Regions from separate parts of the Mus musculus genome. Here region 1 is linked to region 2. The links are chromatin contacts, called in public HiChIP or PLAC-seq maps. All regions are on one chromosome and are shown on one strand. The core of a region is the stretch at or near the end of the contact, and the rest is flanking DNA. Distances in the headings are between cores, read along the strand shown. Region 1 holds the start of Neurog3 (neurogenin 3). Region 2 holds the start of Unc5b (unc-5 netrin receptor B).

Evidence for each region. HiChIP or PLAC-seq counts read pairs in DNA pulled down with a chosen protein or histone mark.
Region 1: a contact with region 2 is called in an H3K4me3 HiChIP or PLAC-seq map of embryonic stem cells, with 6 times the contacts expected there. The contact joins the promoter of Neurog3 here to the promoter of Unc5b in region 2. A contact is called at or near these places in 2 of 39 promoter capture datasets (embryonic stem cells and hippocampal neurons), 1 of 484 Hi-C or Micro-C datasets (embryonic stem cells) and 1 of 115 datasets of contacts at active chromatin or transcription factors (embryonic stem cells).

Annotation. Positions count from the first base shown.
Region 1 is chr10:62,129,572-62,135,266 of GRCm38.p6, reverse strand. Neurog3 (neurogenin 3) reads right to left here and starts at 2,177. Exons shown (of 2, transcript NM_009719.6): 1 at 1,940-2,177; 2 at 504-1,805. The coding sequence starts at 1,804. The coding sequence ends at 1,160.
Region 2 is chr10:60,829,028-60,834,700 of GRCm38.p6, reverse strand. Unc5b (unc-5 netrin receptor B) reads left to right here and starts at 3,120. Exons shown (of 17, transcript NM_029770.3): 1 at 3,120-3,614. The coding sequence starts at 3,536.

The DNA.
Region 1 (5,695 bases), core at 928-3,427, 1.3 Mb before region 2:
TAGCCCCAGTTAAGAGATTTGCCTTTCTTTTAAACTGCTGTTGGAAATAGGCAAGTCCCATAGAGAAAACAAGAGCCCCTGACTAAAGACTTCATACTCTCTGCCAACAGTCTGCCCCACCTCCAGCCCAGCACGGGAGGCAGAGAGGTCCCAGAGATTCCCTAGGAAAGTCTCCCCTTGCTCCTCTCCTCTCGCTCTGCAGAGTAGAATTACTCTAGACACCCCCAGCCTGGGCTGTCACCCTCCTCCCCTTCTCTGCGCACAATGGAGTCACCTTGTGAAGATTCTCGACGTTCATCTTTTATTTGTTAGCTCAAAATCTCAATCACCAGTCCTTGATACTCTTATGTACAAAATATAAACTCTCCTACCACGAAATAGCATCAATAAATACAAATGTGTAAAAATGGGGCAGGAGGCATATAATTTACCATAACAAAATTCATTTCAAAAGGCATTATATCATTTACAAACTGATTTCTTTTTCTTTTTTTTTCCTTTTTAGGGAGACAAACAGTGCTTCAGGAACCGTCCCTGCAACTCACACTTTAGACACGGGAGACAAGTTGGAGAGATGCTCTAGCCATAGGCTAGGGCTTTCCGGTTCACAGCCTGGTCTCCCTTGGGGGAAGGGTAACGACTTGAAAAGTGCAGAAGAAGGCAGATCACCTTCGTGGACTAAGGCAGAATGGAGAAGCTCAGAAACCCTGCATGTAGCGGGCAGTAAAGACGACGAACATCATCTATGGGCCAAGAGCTGGATGGAGGAGCCAGTGAGGTAAGACGCAACACTGGATTAGGTCACCCTGGAAAAAGTGATGGATGGTCGGAGGCCGGCAGATTTGAATGAGGGCAGACTCACCAGGAAGTATGGGAGTCTCCAACTAGGTAGTGCTACCATTCTCAAATGCTTGGAGCGAGAGTTTGATGTGGCTGCACCGAGGAGAGTTAAGAGAAGAGCAGCCCCCAATGTCTGCTGTGCGCAGCAGCAAGGGTACCGATGAGAAGCCTAGTTAAGCCCTGTGAGAGGGCTAGGGATCCAAGTAGTGAAAGCCAGAAGAGGCGAGATGCTTGAGAGCCTCCACTACCTCCCACTCCAGACGGCTCTGGTCCCCTCCCTTTCCACTAGCACCCACCACCCAGAGCCAGACAGGTCTCTTCACAAGAAGTCTGAGAACACCAGTGCTCCCGGGAGCAGATAGGATGGGGAGCTGGGCACCTGCAGGCCAGGGAATTCCTCCAATGAGGCCGTGGGGCTCAGGTTACCCGCTTGGGAGACTGGGGAGTAGATAGAGCCCCAGTCCCCGTTGGAGCCACCTCCGGGGCTCCCCAGCTCTCCACAGGGCACAGGGGGCTCCGGGCCATAGAAGCTGTGGTCCGCTATGCGCAGCGTCTGAGTCAGTGCCCAGATGTAGTTGTGGGCGAAGCGCAGGGTCTCGATCTTTGTAAGTTTGGCGTCATCCGGGAAGGTGGGCAGGACACCGCGCAGCGCATCCAGCGCCGAGTTGAGGTTGTGCATGCGATTGCGCTCCCGATCATTGGCCTTCTTGCGCCGGCTTCTTCGCTGTTTGCTGAGTGCCAACTCGCTCTTGGGCCTGTTGCGCCCTCCGCGTCGGGCGCGGAGCTTCCTCGAGGTCCCTCGGCAGTCACCCACTTCTGCTTCGGAGCAGTCCCTAGGTATGAGAGTGGGGCTAGGTGGGGTGGAATTGGAACTGAGCACTTCGTGGTCCGAGGCTCCGGGAAAAGGTTGTTGTGTCTCTGGGGACACTTGGATGGTGAGCGCATCCAAGGGATGAGGCGCCATCCTGCGGTTGGGAAAAAATGGAAGGTGTGTGTGTGCCAGCCTCTGACTTAGAGGTCACTGCACGGGGGACCAGAGTATCCCCCACACACACCCCGCGCGCCCCTCATCCACCCTTTGGAGTTTCCGAATTGTTACCTAGTTCTCCCGACTCAAAAGAATAGAGAGCAGCAGGTCAGTCAGTGACAAGCAGCAGTGGATAGGGTCAGTGTCAAGCAGCAGTGGATAGCTGAGCCTCTCTGCTCCCTCTGAAGTTCTGCTAAACTGCAGGCGCCCTCGCCTGGAGTAAATTGCGTCTGGAAGTCGTAGAAAAGCTCCGAGGAGGTACTCGACCACTGCTGCAGTGATGAGACCCAGAGGGATTTCTGAGCTGCATGCAAGTCGTGTGTCCCCTGGCACGCTTTATCTGCTCTGCCCCCGGCCAGGAGCGTGCCTGCCGGGCTGCTGCCTGCACCACGGGCCAATCAGCGGAGGGGGCCCAGGGGCTGCGCCACGCGAGCCCGCTCCTCCCCCCACAACCCCCACCCGCAGAGCACAGCTGGATTCCGGACAAAGGGCAGGGGTCGGGGGAGGGGAGCAGCACTCTGTTTGTTCCCCCACTCCACGCCTCCCCCGTCGCGGGCTCAGTCCCAGCAACTCTCGGTTCCTCAAAGAGCCTCGCCCAGCCAGAAGAGTCCCGTCCGGCCGCTGGGGAGAGCTTTGCCTTTTCCTCTTTCTTTTTGGCATGTGTCCAGACCCTTTCTTGGTAGCATGAAGGAGGTTTGGGGGTGCCTATATATATATAAGGAAGGCCTCTTCTTTGAGTATTACACATGGGGTCTTTTGGCTCAGAGAGGGAAACGGCTTGTCTAAATGAACCAGCGATCAAGGAGTCAAGTGTCTTCTTGGCTGGCAGCTGGGAGGAGCGCCCATTAGTTCAAAGTGCTATCCAGCTCTCCGCCACTATGGGTTGGGTCAGGAAATGTGTGTGCAACCATGTTTCACAGACTGACTCCATCCTGGGAAAGAGGACAGAGTGACCAGAGACGGTCCCTGCTCAAGTCCTTTCTACTCAGAAACTATTGCTTGGCCAGGTTCAATATCACCTTGGGATCCAACCCTCCAGCCCCCAGACCAGACCTTGAAAACCCCCACCATAGTCCTCATCCGAGACATTGGGTTCTATTCCGGAGGCGAGGGTGGTTGTAGAGAGAGTGCAGAGGGGGCATCTCATCACGCCCCGCCCCACTATGGATGCTATCGGGAAGGCCTGACCCGAGAGGCAGGTGATAGGGAAAGGTCAAGGAGGGACTTGTTCTCTGCTAGCCTTTTTTGTCTTTTCAATGCCTCCGTGTGCAGGCCCTGGGAGAAAAGCAGATCTACTTTCTGCCCCCTTTAGTGCCCCTGTCCAATCACAGACCAGAGAGGACTAGCAGCTTCACCTAGTCCTACTCCTTCCCGCCCCCTCCCTCCCCATCACTCCTGAACTGTGGGTGAGCCCAGGGCAGGGAGACTTCTAGTTTGTCCCTCTTAAGAGGTTATCTTAAGCTATCTGGAAATCTTTCCTGTGAGCCTTAAGACATTGTCCTTTCTTCCCTGCAGACCCGCCCTTCTTGTCCCTGACACCCCGTGGTCTTCTGTTTCCGGTCACTCAGGGTGAGGGGTTGTGGCTTCCGCTGATCTCTCTCTCTCTCTCTCTCTCTCTCTCTCTCTCTCTCTCCTGCCCTCCCTCCCTCCCTCCCCCCCCCCCCAGCTTTCTAGTCAGGATGTGCATGGGAGGAAGCTATGGCTGGGAGTTAAAGATTCTTGGCAGTAACTCTAAGCTTTCTAGTACGTTCTCTAACTCCGAAGCTCCTGGATATTGTAGAAGGGACCATACCCTGGCTGGGAGGCTGAAGGCGTAGAGTCAGGGTCGGGGTAGGTGTGTGACTTGACTCTATGATGACCACTGGCCGCCTGGGCTGCAAGGAAGAGGAGGGAGCACTACAAAATCCCCTGGGCAGAGGATGGCTTGCTTGGCACTCAGCAGGAGGGGAGGTGGTAGGATTGGGTGGGGGCATAACACTATCCCTAAAATGATCGAGAGTGAGGAGGGAATTCCTTCCCTACTGCAGAGAAATTGAATCTGCAGGCAAGGGTAGACCTTCCTGTGAACTGGGTCCTCAGGTTCTATCTCCTGCTAGTAGGCCTTCCTTTAGGTTGTGCCTTGCTTCAAGCAAGTGTCTTCTGGTCCCAGGAATGGAGGCGTAAGGCCCTTTTTACAGATGGAAAAGCCAAGTCCCCAGAAGGAAGTGATTTGCCCAAGGTCGCAGGGCAAATCCTATCAGAACTATGAAGAATCCAAAGCCTAAGACTCTGAGACCTAGATCACCCCCCGCCCCCTTGGATGGCATGATTTGCTTTGGGAAGAATGAGAGACACCCCCAAAATGCAGAGAATAGAGGCTGTTCCGAGTCTTTGAAAACTGGCAGGATTAGATGAGTGACGACTAATGACTAGCTCTCCTAGCCAGAGATGTGCTAGGCTTTTCTGCTTTTCTCTCCCAGATCACAGCTCTGCTTGAATTATTTCTCTGAAAAAGGAGAACCTGGGAAAGTGACTTAAAGGGCACCCCCATGGCTCTTAAAAAAAATGCAACCAGGCTCTGAGGGGAGGAACCCAGATTGTAAGAGACCCAAGCCACTGTGTGACTCCCTGGGCCTCAGAAGAGCTACATACACCTGTGGCTCTCATCTGCCTGTAGACTTGAAATGGAAATGGGACTGGTTGAGTCCTATCCCGTGAGACTAATGGGCTTTGGCTAGAACGCAGAACTTCCCGAGACAGAAAGAATTCTGGGGGGTGTAGCAAAAGTTTCTTAATAGGCAGAGACCATTTTGGAATTCTTGTACAGGCTTTCCAACATCTCTCCTGCTCAGGGACCTTCTGCGCTTGTAGGCTAGGCTGCCAGAAGTTGCTTTGCGTAAAAAGCAGAGTAAGGAGCGCACAGCGCTGTCTGAAAAATGCCCAAACTCCCTGCCGTTCTTCATTTAGCCAGGAGGCCAAGCTGAATGCCCGAGACTCTTAGAAATTTAGAGATTCAGGATCCACAACCTCTCCCTTAGCTGCAGGGGACTCACAGATCCCTATGCAAAGTTAATCCCCCATCCTTCGGAGGTGGAGGTCAAGGCGCAGTTGACTGCGCAGTGCGTGCCAATTGTGCTTGTAAATCGCCCTCTGCGCCCGCCCCCAGGACAGCCTGTTTTTACAGCGAGGGGTCATCCATCCACTGCCTCTGAGGCCTCCAAGACCCCTGTCCCCCTCCACCTTGTTAGACCTAGGCTTGCCTGGAGGTTTGAGGGGTCCTAAGAGAGAGGCCGACAGCCAGAAGCCTGGAGATGGTTGGCAGTTTGGTATAGAGGGTTAGGCAGCGGCTGGCCCTAGCGTCTTGCTGTTGGGAGGGGGTAAAGCTAGCATTGCCTGGGGGTTCTTTGAGGATCGAGCAAGGAGGGGGGCCCCCATGGGAAGATGAATAGCTAATGGCTTGCCAGAGGAGGGGGCTTCTTTCTCTCGCCTTCGCTTTGGCCCTGAAAGAGAGGAAGACAAAAATCTGGCGAGCGAGGCTGCCGGGACCGAGACTGGCCACTTCAAACAGCCCTTCAAACAAAAGGAGACGACGAAAAGAAAGCCCCACCTGTCCCCAGTGTTTGCTAAAATAATAATAAATAGATTCCGTTTAATAAATAATTACAAGAGATTGTAAAGCGGGATGCTTTGGAAAACATCTCTGGCGGGAGTCTGCGTAGCCAGCCATCACCTGCTCCTAAGGCGAGCAACTTTATTGTTAAGCCTCCCCCACAACTAGTTTGCCTCTGATAAACTCTCCTTGGTCTTCACAATGACTGTTTACTCATAGTTAGCACAATATTACCTTTG
Region 2 (5,673 bases), core at 1,871-4,370:
TCCCCTCTCCTGGTACATCCCAGGACATCGCCGCAAAACCTCCAAGACATGCAGGTAGAGCGTTGAGACTCCTTCTCAGGGCCATTGTAGGCGTTGGATCAACAGCCTCTCTTTTTCTCTCGCCTCCTAATGCATCTGACTGTGTGCAGGAAATTGTATTGACATGCCATGATAAATAGGAAAAAACGGAGGCCAGCCTTGGCAATCCTTGTTCTTAACTAGAAGTAGCGCCCCCTCCCCCTGCCCTGACTGAGTGCCAAGGCACAGGGTATGACGATGCTTCTGGAAAGTTTTGTACAACGTCTCCACTGTGTTACTGCTAGGGCTGTGGGGCCTTATACATGGGAGGGACGTGGTCATTCTCAGTTGAGGACCAAAGATGAGGTTCCCTGAACTACCGGGGTTAGTGGGGCGCTGGGGCTTGCTGCAGGTGGCTGAAAAATCTCCCTGAGATTTAACATACGTAGGGCCAGAGGAGATAACGGAGATTCCTTCAAAGGGCTGACGCTAGTTCCAAAGAGACAGACCTCCATGAGCAGATGTTAAGAGGGGAGAAATTGGCTAATGGAGAAAGGCAGAAGAGACAAAAGGACAAACAGTCATGAAAGAATATGAATCCTTTTAAAAAGATTTATTTAGGGGCAGGGAGAAAAAAAAAAGAAAAAATATTTCTTTTATTTTATGTATAGAGTGCTCTATCTGCATATACACCTGAGTACCAGAAGAGAGCACCAGACCCCAGGATAGATGGTTGTGAGCCACCATTTGGTTGCTGGGAATTGAACCCAAGACCTCTGGGAAAGGAGACAGTATTCTTAACCACTGAGCCATCTCTCTAGCCCATGAATCTGTTTTTTTTTTTTTTTAAATCTAGTTTCCACTCTGTTATAGTGTGTGTGTGTGTGTGTGTGTGTGTGTGTGTGTGTGTGTGTAACTGAATAAAAACTGTACTTGACAGTAAAAGTTCAGAGCCCCAAGGAGGCCCCACGGCCTCAGACTGGACATTCTAAATACAGAGATGTTCACAGAGACAGATAGAGCCCAGAAGCAATGGCGCAAGGGTTAGAGTGGCTGCCGTGAGCTAGCTGTGTGATGCTTTTATTTGTGAGTTAATTAGAATAAAGTCGCCTTTGCTTTTTTAAAATAGAACTTCCAGACTGAAGGGTGGGTAGGGGCTAGGTAGGAAGAAGGGAAATACTTAATATTCTTGCACCCCTTTCACCCCAGAAGGAATTAAGCAATGTCTAAAGAAAAACACTTTCTATCCCAGTGGGGGAGTGTGAACCTGAGGCATCCACTGAGCTCTCAGGCACAGCACCCTTGACCTCATCGACCGGGTCTCCGGTCTGAACATGGGATGTGAGTGTTGGTACCCAGGCATCCCAGGCGGGTGTTTCCTGCCAGTCTTTAAATATCCAAATACCTGTTTGCCTTTCCAGTCAGATGTCTCTGTGTGTGCGCCTGGAGCTATGTTTGGGGTTTTTAATCTCACAGGCTTTGGTCTATGGGTGTTTTTCTAGGTGGATGTCTGTTTGTACACAGGGTGTTTCAGGAAAGGTCATCTTGCACCTGTGCGTCTCTGTTGTGTATTTACTTGTGTGTTCCTTTGCAGGTATGTGTAACTGTCCGAGGGGCGTGTATCGCTGCGTGCTTGCGGTCTGGAATGGGTGGAACAGGCTGGGTGTGCTCAGCCACTGCTGTTGCTCATGCTGTTCCAGGCCAGGATAAAAATAGCCCGTTTACCTTTGCCCACAGAAACCAAAGTCCTGCCTTGGGCGTTCACTCCACCCGGATTCACCCTACTGGGCCTGGGTGGCCAGCCATGATGTGGGGCGTCACCTATAGCCACAGCCTTCTATAGATCTCCAGTCTTCATTTTGTGGAGTTGGGATAGAGGGGGTGTCGAGAAATCCCGCTTTCATTGCCTCCCTCTCCCCCAAACACAGCTAGCATGGATCTTCTTGCTTCTCTGCCCTCACACCACCAACCTCTTAGTCAGCAACTATGGCTCCCAAACCTTTCTTCTCCAATCTAGGAAAAACTTGGGAATACTAGGTTCTTTTGGATACCTCCCACCCTCCCACCCTTCTACCCTCCTACCCGACTTCAGAACCTGGCTAGGCTGCTCTCTTCCTGAAGAAGAGGGCTGATCCAGATCTGCAAAGAGGAAAAGCTTAGGAGGTCAGCAGATAAGGGGTAGGGGCTGCTTCTTTATAGCATTATGGAATTAGCCCGTTAGTGGGCTCCCACATGGAAGTGCTGTGAGCTTCCTGTGAGCGGATGCACAGACATCTCCCAAGTCTCCTCTGGTCACGTAAGCTTATGGGCCCACCTCTGGGTGACAAGGACTTCCTTCAAGAACCTTGGGAAGGGATGCCACCATTTGTGCCCCCACTTTCTACCTATTTCCCACATTCTGCTCCTCAACCCCTTATGAGACAGCTAACATCATTCTTCCCCATTTCACAGGTGACAGTGATGGAGACAGCTAAGCAGCTCCTTCAAGGTCACGCGCTTAAGGAGCAGAACCAGAACCAAGTTTGTGCTCGGAGCAAAACACAGCAGCAGGTTCCCTCCCCACACACGTCCTTTTATTCAATTGGACTGGTTCACCATATCCTAGGATGAGCCATCCTTCCGGATCCCACGTAAAGAGTTCTGTCCTGGGTCGAGGAGAAAAACAGAACCAATCACGATCCTAACTCATGCCCAAATATCCACAGCTGGAACTCCCCAACTACATCCCCCGCTCCACCAGGACTTGAGTGTTTGACATTTTTTCTTAAACACCCCCATCCCCTTTTGAGACCGAATCAAAAGCGAAAGCTGATTCACACCCAAGCTAAGAAGTGTACGAATGTTTATTTCCTTTATTTTTGGAAAGAAAATCCGGTAGACTCCGCCGCTTTCAGCGGACCGGTTTTCCGGTGCTTTGGATCCTGCGTTCTTCAAGGATCCCCTCTGATAAGGCCCCAACTCGGCCGCGCCTACACAGCGGTAGGGTACCCCCCCTCGCTGGGCCCCGTGGCTCCGCCCCCGTCCTCCAGGCCCCGCCTTCTATCGCGTGAGGCCCCGCCCCGGCCCGCTGACTCTAGGGCGAGCGCGCGGCGGCGCTGGGCATTGTGGCCGGCGGCAGGGCGGGCGAGGGCGCGGAGCCGCGGGGAGCGGCAGGGCGCAGAGGGAAGCACACACCCCACTCGGACAGACTTCGCGGCGCGGCCGCTACGAGCGCCGCTGAGCGCACTCCACTGGGATCGCACAACTTCGGAGCAGGGCGCGGACGGCGCTCGCAGCGGGAGAGCGCGGAAAGGGCGCACCAGAGCCGGGATCCCCAGCGGCGTCCGACTCCCGGAGCGCTCCTAGTCGCCGGGCGGCCTCCCGGCGCTGCGCGGTTGCCTCTGCGCCTACGGAGGGCACGGGCTGGCGCTGCCGGGCGCCTGCGAGAACGGCGAGGCGGCGGCGAAGGCGAAGGCGGCGAGGCTGGGGACCGGGAAAGAACCCCGAGGGAGAGGCGCCCGGGCCGGGGGACAGGAGCATGAGGGCCCGGAGCGGGGTGCGGAGCGCGCTGCTGCTGGCGCTGCTGCTTTGCTGGGATCCGACACCGAGCCTAGCAGGTAGGTGCGAGAGGGAGTGGAACACAGGGATGCGGTCCTGGCGCGTCTCAGCGTCCAACTGCAAGTTCGGGTGGTTCTTGGCGGAGTCACTGCGCTCCGAGAACGCCGTGGACGCGTCCAAGTTAAAAGGCAGCTTCGGTGCTCGGGAGAGGGGGCGACGCGTGGCCACCTGGGGTGCCACGTAAGCTCGAAGCTCCCTGCTCCTGCCTCCAAGGGATAGTTGCTTCCCGTGGAATGGGGTCTGATTCACTTCCAAGTGACCCCTGACTATCACGGAAAAACTGTCACTGCCAGGGCCAGGTGTGTGTTCTCTGCGGTTCGCCTGCAACTTAGGTCTGAGTACAGGCTCCCGCGGGCTGCACGCGCAGCATTCTGAGGGTCGCGGACAGAGAGCAGGATACTGCGGAACCCTGGAAGCGCTTCTTCTCGGCCTTTGGGGAGCCGAGGCCCGAAGGCTTTAAGCTACTGAAGGGGGAGGGGCCGACTCCTGTACACCGTGATCTCCGGAGGTGCGGCGCGGGCGGGTATGAAAAGGTTTCGTGGTTGGTGGATTGTTTGGGGGTGAGTGTTGGCAGAGAGTGGAGGGGCGTAATGTATCTCCTTTCGACTTTGCCTATTTTCAATAGGTTATTGGTATTCTCAGTGTCCAGGTGAGCTCGCCTCTGCACTGCACCTGGACCCAGTAAAGATGCTCTTAAGAGGGTTTGGTGGACTCCTAAGTTTATAAAGTCCCCGATTCTCCTCTCATCGCGAAGATGGAAGTGTCTTGCTGGCTCTGTAGTAGCTCGGCTGGGCGTTGCAAAGTGGGCTGCGTCTTCCTTGGAAGGAAAAGTAGACACTCGCACCAACCTCTCTGGTACCCAAGCAGGTGAACTGCCGTTAGGGTGAATCGACTCCCGAAGCTGGTGCGGGGGCTGGAGGGCCACCCTAGACAAAGACCTCCCTGAGCAAAGGCTAAGAATGGGAAAAGGAAACTAGCAGAAAGTATTGAGTTGACACACACCCCACCACCCTCAGTGATGATGGCATCCTCTCTCTCTCCTCCCCACCTCTCTTTCTTCAAGAGCTAAAGGTCCCTCCTCTGTAACGAACGTTTCCCACGGCCGGAGCTTGCTTTTAACACATCCCCCCACTTTTTATTTCTCCCCAAGCTTTGTGCTGTAAAGTTACAACACTCAATCATTTGATCCGAGTTAATTATGATTTGGGCAGACTCGGGTATTTAAAGCAGTGTTTTGAAGTTGGAAGGTAATGATGGAGAAGGGGAGGAGGCACGCTAAACGACCAGCCTTGTTTTAAAGGGTGCACTTAGGTGTGGGATGGCCAGGATTGTTAGTTTCTGTTTAAGAGTGTCTGGGGATGATTGGAGGCTAGAGTGAAGTCTTTGGAAATAGTACGTGGGCCAGGTTGCATCTTGGGAAACATTTTTCCCCATATTTATCAGCAGGGTAGTGGGGTCAGGAATAGATACCAGGGTTACTGGGGATGGGGCTCCATTTGGAGAAAAATAGGACTGCTGGGCCCAGAGTTCTCCAGGTGGGTGGGCTGGGCCAGGAATGCTGGAGAGGGCCTGCATTTTCTGCTTAACAAAGCATTCAGCCCCCGTCTACCCCGGAAGAAACCCCAGGCCCAGGGCTTTGATGGATTTGGGTATGAACAGTGCCCAGTCAGAAATGGTCTCTAATACCCAGCTTTGATTTCTCACCAGTGAGCAGAAGCGGTGTTGGAATTGTGTTCATTACAGAGCACGGCGGGGGCCTCCTGCCCACTAGTCTGGAGAAGGGCCAGCTGCTGGGGTCTGCCTGCAGCCTTCCTTTGCCCAGAATATGCCTCCCTTAGGAACCTACCTTCTGAATGGAGAGCATGCCCACACGGCCTGCTTTCCTCAATGCCACAGGCACGAAGCATCTTTCTACTCCATTGCTCTTTGGGTTTTTCCAGTGACTCCCTCCTGTTCCCATTTCATTGATGGGGAAAATCGAGGCCAGAGCTCAGGCTTTCCCCACATCTTGTCTTCTTAACACCGATTTCTGACTAGGACGCTGGGATCCTTATGTTA